Regions from separate parts of the Mus musculus genome. Here region 2 is linked to region 1. The links are chromatin contacts, called in public HiChIP or PLAC-seq maps. All regions are on one chromosome and are shown on one strand. Each heading gives the region's core, a stretch centred on a gene start, on an enhancer-like site or on the middle of the called end of the contact. The rest is flanking DNA. Distances are from core to core; before and after follow the strand shown. Region 1 holds the start of Irf4 (interferon regulatory factor 4). Region 2 has its middle 43 kb from the start of Irf4.

Evidence for each region. HiChIP or PLAC-seq counts read pairs in DNA pulled down with a chosen protein or histone mark.
Region 2: a contact with region 1 is called in a BATF HiChIP or PLAC-seq map of CD8 T cells, with 38 read pairs. The contact joins the enhancer-like site here to the promoter of Irf4 in region 1. A contact is called at or near these places in 2 of 39 promoter capture datasets (the 3T3-L1 cell line and macrophages), 15 of 484 Hi-C or Micro-C datasets (CD4 T cells, CD8 T cells, CD8 central memory T cells and 6 more), 6 of 115 datasets of contacts at active chromatin or transcription factors (the 230-238 cell line, CD8 T cells, memory CD8 T cells and 2 more) and 2 of 9 other capture datasets (adipose tissue and liver).

The regions. Positions count from the first base shown.
Region 1 is chr13:30,746,642-30,754,021 of GRCm38.p6, reverse strand. Irf4 (interferon regulatory factor 4) reads right to left here and starts at 4,789. Exons shown (of 9, transcript NM_013674.2): 1 at 4,727-4,789; 2 at 3,227-3,474; 3 at 2,156-2,342; 4 at 1,243-1,331; 5 at 433-577. The coding sequence starts at 3,442.
Region 2 is chr13:30,789,296-30,796,155 of GRCm38.p6, reverse strand. It overlaps a transcript of Exoc2 not described here. Among named protein-coding and RNA genes, the nearest start is that of Irf4, 43 kb to the right of the region's middle. Within about 2 kb of position 3,660, at least 66 of the 459 cell types and tissues checked have an H3K27ac peak or open chromatin away from gene starts, as enhancers often do. A contact at or near this core is called in CD8 T cells, CD8 central memory T cells, Th17 cells and 6 more, where this site is marked.

The DNA of each region.
Region 1 (7,380 bases), core at 3,540-6,039:
GCTCAGTTAAAACAAAATATAGACGAGTTTTATAATTGACATTACTGTCATTGAGAATTTGTTGTCATCCATGTTTTTCTCTATGTATTAAAAATGGGGCACTTTTCAGCTACTTGGAATGATCTCTGGGGTCTTCTAGTTAAGTCCCCACACAGACTGAGGCCTATCATGGATCTAAGGACTTCAACATTTCACAGGACAAGGCAACATACCCCAACACCCCACAACCACCACCACCACCACCACTCCACCACCCCACCACCCCACCACCCCACCACCCCAGCAGCAGCAGCAGCAACAACAACAACAACAACAGTAGCAGCTTCATATGATGTGTCTCTGGTATCTCAATGGTAGGGAAAAGCCCTGTGGTGCTGTCCACACCCCGAGCTCAGGTTGTTCTTCTGTCTGCTGCCCTGGCACAATCCTTACCATTTTCACAAGATGGGCCTTGCCAGTGGTGGCCTCGTGGGCCAAACGTCACAGGACATTGATATGGGATTTCTGGGTGTGACTGGTCAGGGGCATAATCCCTCCAGCTCCTGTCATGGGGTGGCATCATGTAGTTATGAACCTGCTGACAGAGCACAGGGATTGCTAAGAGGAAGACATCAGTGGGTGTCGGAGTCATTTCATATCACCCAAACTCCTCAGGGAACCCCTTTTTTTGTCCAGCAGCCAAGTCATTTTGCCCAAAAAGTGACATGGACTGTCTATCACACTAGGTAAAAAACAGCCATAGAGGGTCTGAAAGCACAATGAGGACATTGTATAAAGCTGTGATTTTTGTAAGGCTTCATCATATGGCTGAACACGGCACCAAGAATACCGCAGTGAAATCTGCCCTTTTTAAGCCACCAAAGTGAATAAAACAGTACTGTAATTCACATCAGGGACGCCTAGAGAAGTCAGCTGCTCTGCGGTTTCACATGATAAAGTACTACTTCCAAAACCTTTGACTTCCACAAAAGGTCTGATTCCCAGAAGATCTGACCATCAGTGGAAGCCTCTCTCCACAGGTGGGACACATCAAACTCCCCAACAAAACTGTGGCGTCAGGGACAGTGACACCACACTGGAACTGAAACATCCTTCTCTGACCAAGTTTTTGTTCAGCGTGTGTACTAGCCATAGCAAATAAGAAGTCAGCCCTACACTTTTCATTTGTGTTTGCCTCTCTGTGTGGAGCCAGTCAAAAGGGCATGGGCCAGCCTTCCACAAGACCAAGAGTCTACCACATACCTGGGCTGGCAGAGAGCCATAAGGTGCTGTCATGGGGTAGGGGTGGCCCATGGCCATCTGTGTGTCATCCAAAGTGAGCTGCTTTGCTCCTGTGTGTTTGGGGAAAAGGAAGAGAGAACACAGAGTAAGACAAGGAACTGACTTAAATCTTATAAAAGTACCTATGCACTTAATTCTTAGAATGCATAGCCCTATTAACCAATCGGGTATTTTAGGTTTGTTTTGTTTTGTTTGTTTGTTTGTTTTTCAAGCAATTTCTTAGAGAGATATTTGTCTTTGCCATTAAACTGATTAAACATTTGCTGACTTGTGAGTGACAGCCAGGGAAGGAAACACCACCCAGGATCCCTGTGATCCACCAAGTGGTTTCTGGTTGTGAGATGGTACCTAGTTAAGGCATCCTGTATGGTTGGAACCAAATGCAGATTCCTGAGCACTGCTTGAGGTAGACTAGTTGGAAGAGAGGGAACTCAAGATCTGAATATTCATAACCACCCTAGCAGGCCATGTTAAACCAGAAACTCTAGCAGTTTTATTACAAGAAGTGTGAATATGTATGGGGTGTGGGATGTGCTTTCTCCTCTTGAAAATGCTTACTAGAGGATATTAGGTAAGTAAACATTTAATGGATTTTCCAGATTTTGTTTGGAAATTTGATCCAGATCCTAATTGAATGGAGTAACTGAAAATAATGCCTTCAAGTGCATAACCCACACACCCATGGGGCTTAAAGTCTGCCAGGTCATCCTATACTAACACCACAGGGTTGTCACTTATAACAGAGAGGACATGGGCAAAAGGACATCTGGGCTTAACCTACAGCAGAGGTAGGACGTGACTGTCTCTAGGAAGAAGGGCTCTCTGAGTGCCATAATGCCTTTATCCTGCCACCTGGGCTGGGAAAACCCCTTACCTTTTTTGGCTCCCTCTGGAACAATCCTGTACACCTTGTATGGGTCAGAGATATCCAGCTGGCTCCTCTCGACCAATTCCTCAAAGTCATTGCTCTTGTTCAGAGCACATCGTAATCTTGTCTTCCAAGTAGGAGGATCTGGCTTGTCGATCCCTTCTCGGAACTTGCCTTTAAACAATGCCCAAGCCTAAGAACGATGAGAAGAAAAGTCAAGCCCAGAGCGTCAAAAGAATTCTATGGATTGCATTTCAGCAAGGAAGGTTACTGTTTCAAATTTGCTGTTGCCTGAAATGTGGAACATGATGTTAGTGGGGTCCTGAGACCCCTAGTATGGGCTGTACACGCCCAGCGCCTGAATCAAGTGTGGGCAAGACTGGGGACAGAGCTGTGGAGGGGGCAGGCCCCAGAGAGGACATCTACAAAATCACAGAGGTACTTTGAACAAATTCCCGCAGGAAGTCCCCTTCCTCGGCCTGCTGGCAGGTGGAGGCTGGGGGCTTCACAGTTCAGTGAGCCAGTTCTCTGGGGACATCAGTCCTAAGGGACTCACACGGGGTCGGAGGGGGATACCAGAGAAAGACTCGGAATAGTCAAAGCTACTCAAAGAAAGAAAATCAGAGATCGCAGCTTCTAGAACTAGAACCAGACAGTAGAGGTGCCCAATCAAAGAAACAAAACCCAGAGAGAGAAACTCAGAAAAATAACAAAACACAGAGAGACAGGGAAGCAGAGAGTGGCCCTAGCAGTCGGTGGTGGTGGCAGGAAACAGCGAATGGGCTATGCAAACGGAACCTCGGTCCCCCAGAGATGCCCCTGAAGCTGGAAGTTCTTTCCTCCACACAAACAGTATTGGGACCTGGTTTCTTGTGTATGCAATCCCCGGAGAGTTTGCAACCTCTTTCCCTTCTCCTGGGGACTTTGCCTAAGCAGGGTCCAATGCTTGATGCTCTGGCCTCCTCCTTGCAGGAGCCCACCTCTTAGTCCCTTGCCCGGGAGCCACAGACATTCAGAGCTTTCAGATTCCCCATCCCCACCCCCACCCCTGCCCAGGGATCCCTGAATGCTGCTAACCTTGAAGAGGGCAGCGTCCTCCTCACGATTGTAGTCCTGCTTGCCCGCGTGTTTCCACGGGATGCGGAAGACGCTCTTCTCCTCGTTCTCCCACACCAGCCCGGGGTACTTGCCGCTGTCGATCTGGTCGATCAACCACTGTCGGAGTTTCCCATTGCCGCAGCTCACTGCGCTCATGCCGAACTCTGAGCCCCGGCTGCCCGTCTCCAAGTTCATGACGCGTGCGGACCTCCTCCTGGGCTTGTGCGCTGAGGAGAGACACACATTCCCTGCAACTACCTTCGCATCACTTTGGAGGCGGGAGGAAGCCCCGTCCCAAACTCTTGCAGTGCCCACGAGGCCCCGAGTCTCTGAGGCTGCCAAGGTGCTCGGGTGCAGTGCCAGAGTCTCCGAAGTCCCCCAAGAGAAGGTACTTTGACGAAGGTATAGAGAGCATCCCTTGGCGCGCACCATCCTCCTCCTCCTCCTCCTCCTCCTCCTTTTTTTTTTGCCTGTCTGTTCTTTCTTTTATTAAAAAAATTAGGTAATTTCTTCATTTACATTTACATTAACACGCTCCGTTGAAAGCTCCTAGCTACACAGCTTCTCTGCAGATCCCAAGTCTTGCGCCACGCTGGGGCGCTCACTTTGCTCACTCGTCCCTCTGTGCTGGATCCAAGTAGCTTTCATCCCACTTTTCCCTCACTGTTTCTACACTTGCCCCTTCCTGGGTTTAGGTTGCCCTGGCTGCCCCAGGCGAAAAGGACCTGGCACATGGACTAGCCCTTGTCCAGGTCCTGTGTCCCTGCCATGCAGGTTTGCGGTACCTAGCTTACTCTCTTGACTTTCTTCTATGACACCCTTACTTTGTCCTCGGAATAACCCCAGGCCTACCCAACCAGAGACCATCACGTGGGTCCTGGAAGCAACAAGTGGAAGTCTGGTTATGGGGCAAGCAGCGCAGCCAAGAAACAGGAGATTCCAACCTGCAGAATGTCAGCGTGAACCCTGGCAGGAATGAAGCCGAGGCTGGGAATAAGGGGTGCTGCGGACAGCAACACTAGCACTCTTGCCAGAGAAGTGAAGAAGGGGCATGCGGGGAAAGGGGCTCTGAGCACCCTAAGTTTGGAGCTCTCAGCTCTTCTTGGCTGCCCGGCCTAGGAATCACGCTCTGGAGCCCTAGATGAGTTTGGGTCCTTTAGGAACCAGGGCTGGAAAGGAGCTTTCCACTGGAGCAGAGAGAGTCAGAGGCTGTCCCTCTGAGGACAAGCTGTGGCCAGTGCGATCCTTTGATGACACCACAGTCCCATTAGCTCGTCCCGCCCAGCCCGTGGGGGATGTTCTGGAACTCCCACCCAAACAGCTTCATACAAAACCCGAAGTGCACAGGTCCTAGGGCAGCGTAGATGAGCGGAGCCTGGGTCCGCTATCTCAGCATTCTCCCTCAGGCTCAGAGATGGAAGCCAGGCTTCCTCTGCCACCAGCCTCACACTCCTCCTTCTGCCCGACTACAGGCCTTACCTCACCCGCACTCTTAGCTGAGGGCAGCAAAGGGTCCCAAGTTCAAGTGGTGAAACTAGGAAAGTGAGGTGAGAAAGAGGAACTTTATAGAGCCGGAGGCGGAGTGCAGGGCGGGCGCTTCGGCCCCGCCTTGAGAGGGCGTGGCTTGCCCATACCCAGGACCGCCCCCCACCTCTGCCTTGTGCCTGGGTGTCCCGCAGGAACAGGAGCTTCGGACTAGAGCCCACCGGGTCAAGGGCTGTCCCACTTCAGACAAACCCTGGCTTTCTTCAGCTCCTCCTGTGGAGGGGGCTGGGGACTCTGATGTACTCAGAAATCCTCAACCGGATGGGACAAGTCGGTATGGCCCGTTCCTGTGAAGGTGGAGGCATGCAAAGGGGATACTGGAATCTGCACTGAGCATAGCTGATAACTACTAACTGCTCATGGCCAGGTTGGGAAGTGATGGAGAGTCTGGAGCACAGGGAACTTGGTTCTCACAGCATGTGACAGAAGAGATAGACTGAGAGAGGTCGGGAGCATCCTTGGGCAAAGCGGAGTCTTGTCTCTCTGAGCGTTTAGAGAATATCACGCTCACTAAAAAGAAAAATAGAAAGGCAAGTTTATAAGCCGTGGCCCAAATACTGTGTTTGAAACGCTTATACATGTTGGGTGAATGAAACCGACGAATTGAGATGACTCAGACAAGCACAGTCCCCAAAGTTTCAATCATGGCAACATAAAAGAGATGGGGGATCCCTGAGTACTCAGGTAGTTAGCGCGCTTCCGGATGTCAATTCACCTTAAAATGATAATTTTAACCTCAGCCTCGTGGGAGGCAGTTGCCGGTGAGGTACCAATGCCCCAAATAGAACAGCTAGGCTGACTGAAGGTTTTACTTTATTTTCGTGTTTTCTTTGACCTTCATATGTAAACTCCATGAGCTTTTGCCGCTGACTTTCTCCAGCTCAGCTTGGATGCCTGGAGCTTATATGTTATCTTGGTGTTTTCAGGTAAGCAAGCAGACTACCAGTTTCTGTATCATTTTAGATTACCACCACCACAGGTCAACTTGGAGCGTTTGTAAAGATTTGACAACTTTTTCATTTCACATGTTTCTCAGTTTTTCTTTTAATCTTCCATCCTGGGTTCTGGACTTTAGGAGAAACATCTGATTTTGGCCACAGGAAAACTGGTGCAGAGATGCCCACCGGCATGTTTTTTTTTCCTAACATCAACAGGCTTTCTCAGAAATTAACAGGATGCCATGTCGTTCTTTCACCCCAATTAGTTTTCCATTGTCAGAGCCCTGGTAGTAAACAACAGAGTTTCGTTCAAAGAAAATTTTGGTCACACCCATTTTCCCCTCTTCTTCCTTTGGGGTTTCATTCATTCAAAAATATTCTTTGAACACCTTCTGTCTGTCGGGAACTATCCCGGTCACCAGAGACACACCTCGGAGCAAAGCAGAGATTGTAGCTTCAGATAGCACAGCCTTGCTGCTGAGGAATTACATTTCTTCAAAGCGTGCACAGACTAAGGACAGAAGCAGCCAACCCGAGGTTTTTGGTTTTTTTTTTTTTTCTTTTTTCTTTTTTTCACTTAGACACACGTGTCTTCTACCTTGACTTAGGCGGTTTCAACATTTTCCTCAGCCAATCTACATCCTCTGTTTTCAGAAGTTTAAACAACAGTCATTACAAGAAACCTTTTGAGACTTCACATGGTTATCTTGTTTAAAAGATATGATTACTAATCTTCAACGCCATCTTCTGGTTTACTCGCTCGCTCGTTGTGTGGATCCCCCAGAAGTGATAGTTTAACAGTGAGGTGAATGCAAGCAATAAGCTACCTAAATCATTAAAACTTCCTATTTTATTAGCATCTATTAGTTGCACACAGCAGTGATGGGTTTCATTATGACATTACCTTCATCTCCTCTGTCGCCATTTCTTACCACTCGTCCCTCCAGCCCTCCCCACCCCATGTCTTTAACCAGTCTGCCTTTTACTTTCTTACCCCTGCCCCCAGCATGGGAAAACATGTGAGACACACATTTATTTCACACCACACGACATATTGAGTTCCAGTTTCAACCGTTCCTTGCAAACAGCATACCCCGGTTTCTCTTTTTAGTTGAATGTGATTCCCTTGTGAATCACATGCTCCCATTGTTGCTGGTGGAGAGGAAGGAATGGCCAGGTGGGCCCTTCTAGCTGACCACTAAGAACTTCTTAAATCACAGTCAGACTTGAAAGAATGGGGACAATTTTGCCAGTAGGCAATTTCCCATCCTCTTTCGCACTGACACTTAAGAAAATCGATACATGTCACAGTGAGATGGCGGACTGTTGTTTGAAAAATGTCACAGGAAATTAGTGAATTGAGCATCCGTCCCAAAGGCAGAGCTCCATACTCCCCGAGGAGATTACTAATGTTATTGGGCTAAGGAGCCACTGAGCAGTGATCGAGGTCTGAATGGGGCAAACTTTTCATTCATACTTCCCATAAAAAGACGGTAAGAAAAGCTAGACTGCAGCTCAGTATTTTGAGAATTGACCTTTTAAAATTATACATTCACAAGTAAGAACAAGTGGTTTATAGAGCCAGTCAGTGTTAGATACTCAGAAAGACATTATTCAGCCTAGGGTGTACCGTGGCAGTAGAATGCTTGT
Region 2 (6,860 bases), core at 2,411-4,910, 43 kb before region 1:
CAGCGCGTGCTTCCCACCTCTCCTGTTTCCTCCCTCTTTCCCGTTCAGCTGCACCTGCAGATCCAAGATGTCACAAATGCATTGAAATTTGGGGGCAGTAAAACAAACAAACAAACAAACAAACAAAAAGCAGGTCTCCTGCTGGTGGCTGCTCTGCAAATGGCATAATTGCTGCAGACAGATCTGGAGGCAAATTTTGTATCTTAGTAGCACTAAGTCCAGTTGGCATGAGTCTACAATGCTTGTGAAAATAATGTTAACATTAGAGGAAACCAAACGTGTATGGTCTTCACAGTTTTGTCTGTCTGAAGTTACCTCAAAGTAAATTGCTAGGAAGGACTGAGGGCCATTTAAGCATGTTAAAAGTGAAAGTGGTGCTTGAGTGTTTCTATCCCCAAAGAGCTTTAGAGTACAGGTGCCTCGCTAGGACCAGTCCTGAAAGCAAGAAGAGGGGACTTGGGAAAGAGTCTGGAGATGAGCAAGTGCTCACGTGGTTTCCAGCGAGCGTGAAGAGCCCTGGGACTCAGGGAGCCCTTTGCCCCTCATTGACACAGCATCCTCTAGGATAGTGGTTCTCAACCTGTGGTCACTACCCCTTTGGGGATGGCATATCAGATATCCTACATATCACATATTCATATTATGATTCATGACAGTAGCAAAACTACAGTTATGAAGTAGCAACGAAATACAACATGGGGAGCTCTGTTAAAGGGTTGCAGCATTGGGAAGGATGAGAGCCGCTGCTCTAGAGGCAGGGAATGCATTCGACATGAAATTAGCATCCTCCCTTCTAGTGACAAGTGCTCTGTTTCCACTACCGAAGAGAATGTTATGTTTCAGAATATCAAAGCCTCCGTCTTCAAACCAGGTCTCATATCTCTCCTTTTCTCTTTCCTTTTCCTTCAAGATCTCCACTAGCCAGATGGACCTCATGCCTCCCAGGGCCCCTGAATGCTCACACCATCACCCTTGCCTTGCTCAGCCTCTCCTGCCAACCCAGGATACATAGTACATTGGAGACTAGTATGGCCTATAGTATGAGACCCTATTCCAAAGAAGGAGAAGAATTCAATAACCTGAACAGGTACAACTGTATTTATAGTTAATGTTCCTCTCACAAAGAAACTCCTAGGCGTAGGTGTCTTCCTTCACACATTTTAAATATTTAAAGGAAAAGTTAAATTATTTTGAAATACAAATCCCAAGTGTGCATGTGCTAGAGGACTGGTCCCCAAGGAGGTAGTGGACTCGTAAATGGAAATAGGACTTATGTTAAGGTTTAGGTCATTGGGAGTGTGTCCTTGAAATAGATTGTAGCACTCCTAGCCTGCCTCTGACTCCCAGCCAGGAGGGAAGTGGTATCCCTCCACCATGTGACAAGCTGTTATAGTGCTTACTACAGTGGAAGTCAGCACACCACAGGCGAAGCCCTCTCAAGTGACCCTCGGAAAACCCTTCTTCTTTCTAAGGTGGTTGGTTTTTCTCAGTTATTTATTGATGTGATACAATGCTGTCAGATCTCTTTCAGAACATAGGTGAGGACACTCTATGCTCTAGTTCTAAGATCAAAGACATGGAAAGAAAGAAAGAAAGAAAGAAAGAAAGAAAGAAAGAAAGAAAGAAAGAAAGAAAGAAAGAAAGAAAGAAAGAAAGAAAGAAAGAAAAAAGCTGACCCATGTGGCATTCACGGTCTCACCTAACGAGAGGCTAGCGTTTGGTTTCTAGTGGCCAGGGACACCAAGTAGCCAACCCACTGTCATTTTCCGCTTGTTTACTCTGATTTTCAAACAGTCTCCTTAAGATCCCAAAGTACTTGCTGTGCATGGTGGTAAGTCTGGGGTCAGAAGAAAGACAGGCAAATTCCTGCAGTCTCTGCTCACAGGAGGGTGGAAAAACCACCCCACCTGCCAGGAAATGTCACATCTCTGCTTGGTGAGAACTCAGTCACTTTAGGGGCCTCCCGTAAGTGCCATGGCTTCTTGGAAGGAGAACAGAACTGGGTCTTCCTAGTGGGGAAGAAGTGGGAGGTGGCGCTTGGCCCCGTTGCATGCCCTCCAGGCTGTTATAACCTGTGGTTCTACATGACCCCTTGCATTAGCAGGTATTCTCTGTACCGCATCGTTCTCACAGGCACAAACGCCTCACTAGTTCCCTCAAGAAACAGTCTCTCTTCTCAGGGCACCCCTACACTGGCCAAGTCCCTCAGTTCTCCTCCGTATAGTCACTCCTCAAATCACCCGGACTCAGCATTCTGACAATTCATCTTGTCTCTCTGACTTTCATCGGTTACTCCCAAACTGCAGCTGCCAGGATCACTGACTCAGGGTCCTGGCAGCACTCCATGAGATATGGCTCTCCCTGGCTTCCTGGTCACTTCTTTCCTGGTCACCTGTGCTTCTTCTCCTCACCCTGCCACTATCTTCTCTTTGTCTCCCTGGCACTGTTCTTGGCAGCTCTAGGGTCTTGATGCCACGACCTTGGGCACTGTAGCCATGCCCCAGCTCCAGGTAGTGTTGGCAGTACAGCTCCTTTGGCAAGTCTCTGATCATCAGATGGGCAGTTACACATGCCTAGGATCTTTCTTGGTCCTCCCCTCTCTGTCTTACCACAGATACGACAATCCCTTTCTTAAGTCAGGGGCAGCCAGAGCTTTCCCATGGCTCTCATCCTGTCCTCGCTGACACTGGGGTAGCCTGTCACTGCCCCCTTTTCTACCATGGCCTCCTGACCAGGCAGGGCACCCTCTACAGTGGAAGTTGGATCTCGGCCCAGAGACCCAACCCACAGCCACCTTTGGTACCAGTCCAGTCAGCCCATTCTGCCTCCTTTGCCTCTGCCCCTTTCCTGGGCACTAGCAACAGCCGCTCTGTGCTTTCCTGGTCCCCATTTGAAACCACCTGGCCACACACCTTCCTGTACCCTTGTTCCTCCCAATCAGGCATGTATGGGACACTTGGGAAATAGGACTGGTTCCTGTTGGGTATGAGGGCCCAAATTAGGGAAGCTTATTTTCCTCAGCTGTAAATGAGGATCCACTTCAATAGGTTTTAGGCTTCTTTGCAAAAATCAGACTCTAGAAAGCATGCTGAATTCCTGTAAGAAACACCAGGCTGCACAGCACTGACTACTGCAGACCGTTTGCTTATAATCCCTAAAGCTGACATATAAGATCAGATCATAGACTGGGCTGGTTGCCTAAGACTCTCTGGCTTGGAGATAATGTTTCCTTTTATCCTCACATGGTCCCCCTCAGTGTGTGCCTATGTTCTTTTGGGTCTTGAGAGTGGTGTGTGTGTGTGTGTGTGTGTGTGTGTGTGTGTGTGTGTGTGTCCAGTTTTAAATAAGATCACTTCTTGGCCTACGATTCAATGATAAGGCAAGGGTGGCCGGCTATTTAAAATTCAGTTGTTGGAGAGGCAGGCAGCATATCAGCCCCCTGCTTGTCCCACTGCCCTTGAGTTTCCCCAGTGCTTCCAGCCTGCCTTCCACCGAGGGCTTCTTGGTTTCTTGTAAAAGACGAGATTAGAGTAACCCTGACTTCATTCCCACCTCATTTCATAAACAAGACAGGGAAATGCCAAAGACACGCAGGCCGTTCCTCAAACCACCTTGTTTTTTAGTTCAGCGATGGAAACACACCACTTCCTTCCACTGAGTCAGGCCAGCCGCGCCTCTTTTTCACAGAGCCGTGGCAGCTGCCTGTGCCAGCTAAACAGGATTAAGCTCTGTATCACTCTTTCCACCAAGAAAGTTAACTTTCCTGGTGGAACTCAGTGAGGCTGTGGCTTGCTTGCGTTACTGTTGTTGTTTGGTTTGGGGTTTTTTTTTTCTTTCTTTCAATTGCATAAGTCATTCACTAAATAGGTTAAAGAGGTGAGGAGGATGTGCTGGCGGCTGTCCCCAACCTGAGGCAGCCCAGGAGGGCTCCTCACGCCTCATACCTCACTTAGGAGACCATTGGGGCCACCTACTTCAACCCAAGTTGGGAAGCTGAAATGATGGATGGATGGACAGGGGGACAAACCAGGAAGACAGAGTCAAGGGAAACAGCCTGCAGGATACACAAAGTGTCTTGTCAACCGGGTTCCTTTTGACCACCATCTTTTGTATACTGAATACTGTCTACACTAGAACTGCCCAGCTGCTTCCAAGAGAATGGGCTTCCATCCAGCTCATGTTTGGGGCTCCTGCCTGTCTCCCCCACTGCATGTGGAGGGCAGCATCTGCTTGGGCTTCCTCTTCAGAAGCGCCTCTGCCTTGGGCCCTGTCTTCCCCCCCCCCCCCCAAGATATGTTTTCTCACTCTTCAGCTATCCTAGGTAGGGAGCCAGGCAAGCAAGTCCTGAGAGTTGTGTTGGAGGGTACTGGAAGCCCTAAACCTGGAAACTCAGGAAGATTCAGGAGTTAGAACCTGGGGCAGGAGGCTAAGAGACAGGCTGTCTTAGGATTTCTATTCCGGCACAAACATCATGACCAAGAAGCAGCTGGGGAGGAAGGGGTTTATTCAGCTTACACTTTTCCACAGTGCTGGTGATCACCAAAGGATGCAGGACTGGAACTCAAGCAGGTCAGGAAGCTGCAGGAACTGATGCAGAGGCCATGGAGGGATGTTCTTTACTGGCTTGCTTCCCCTGGCTTGTTCAGCTTGCTTTCTTTTAGAACCCAAGACTACCAGCCCAGAGATGATCCCACCCACAAGGGGCCTTTCCCCCTTGATCACTAATTGAGAAAATGCCTTACAGCTGGATCTCATGGAGGCATTTCTCAACTGAAGCTCCTTTCTCTGTGATAACTCCAGCCTGTGTCAAGTTGACACAAAACTAGCCAGTATACAGGCTCAAAACATTTCCAGAGGAAAATGCAGCAGCGTTGAATCTGGTTGCCTCTCAGACTCCACCAAAGCCCATCATGTAAACTATGGCTAAGCTGCATGGGGTAGGGCCTTGTCAAGATGGCTATAAAGCCTGCTCCCACTTCTTACCTGTGATCCTCCATCCAGTCACCTGTCCCTACTTTCATCCATAGGCTCAGTACTGGAATTTGCTGAAGACCCAAAGACACCCTCCCACCCCCTACCACCCCCCCCCCCGCTGGATCCCACAGGACCAGTTATTTCAGCAAACTTCGGTGTATGGACCTTGCTACCCTTTCTTGAGGGCTGAAGACCACCCCCAGCTTGGGTTTAAATACCATTAAGCACTCACAACCTTGGCTTCTTGACCTGAAGCCAGAGCCTTGGAGCTTTAAAGCAGCTATCCTTCCTATTTCTGATTGGTTCATATCTCCCCATGGCTCATCACCAGGACCCCCATGTTTGGGTTTTCGGTCCCCAAAAGCCCACTGACTTGTCAAATTGTCCGACCTTACAGTGCCATGTTTTATTACAGGTGATATATCGCTGGCATAGCCCATCTGTATTTCTAGGGCCCTGTGGGCCTGTGCCAGCTTCTAGAGGGAGGCTCTCTGGTCTGTAAAGACTATGCCTAGGAGTGAGGCACAGCTCTTCTAGTCTTTCACCTGTGGGTTTTCTTATCTTCCACTGGGGAAACAGCAGGACTGAAGTAGCCAGTGAGCAGGCCAGCTCAGTCATAGCGAGCTGGTTTACAGGGATTCTAATGAACCTGGCTACTTCAAACTCTGAAGAGAAAAAACAGAGGAAGAAAAAAAAAAAAAACCCAAAACAAACACAATCATCGTAGTCATTTGAAAAGGAAAAACAAGTTGGGTTTCAGAGCCTGTGGATGGGTGGCTGCTTTTCCACTGTCTGCCACTGTGCAACCCTCACCTTCTCTAGAACCATCTCTTGTTTCCTCCTCACGAGTTGTGGTTTACTCTGATTTCTAACTCATTCAGCTTCCATTCAGCAGAATTTCAATGGGCATGGTACCAAATCCATGAACTGTTTCCCGGCAGTCTGCCCTGCAGTGACCTGGGCTCCTAGGACCTCTGTGTGCAGCCAAGCCCTGCAGGCGCCCCAGCATCATCTTCCCCCTAGACAGGCCCCCTCTAGGCCAGGAGCCACTGCCAAGGCCCCATCTCAGGCCCCGGGAAGCATTTGTTCCCTAGGTCTGAAATGCCTGCATTGCTTGGATTTTCCTTTAATGAGCACTTGCCATGAGCCAGCGCTGCCCTGACCCTCCCCAGAACACATTCACTGTAGCCCTGAAAATACAACTGTATACTTTACCCTTTCTGCTAACAAACAGAGTGTGGGATTCAGGGTCTCCCCAAATGCTCAACTCTTCTGTAGCAGGACTCATATTGTGCAGACTTGACCACAACAGGAGGGAGATAGGAACTTCACACCAAGAGCAAAGACGCAGAGGGCAAATCCAAGCCACCCACTGCAATGGGTCCATGCCCCAGAATGCCTGTTTGGTCTTTGTGGGTAACAAGGGGGAGTTGGGGAACACATATGTGATGTCCCTGTTTCTTAAATGTGTATAGTTCTGTTGCAATAAATCAGAGACAAATGTATAATTCTTATTAAATTAATTTATGACTACTTTTATCCCATTTTTTTTTTTTCAGCCTCTAAAACTCTCAGAAACCTGAGGCAGGAGGATCACAAGATTGAAGCCAATCTAGGTTTTATAGCAAGACCTAAAGAAGGGAGAATAAAAGAAGAATCAGATGTACTGGGAGTCCCAGCCCCTCTCATCTTCTCCCACTACAGGAATGGCCCTGTTCCTGGCAGTAACAGGAAGCTCGCCTAGAACATCAGAGGGAAGCACAGCATCCCAGGTTCACTAGGAAACAACTGAGGTGCCCATTGTGGCCACCAGGCCTAGGTCCTACCACCACAGAGCCTGGGAAGAGACTTATGCTGGGAACCAGCTGGGAGCTGGAGTGAGGAAC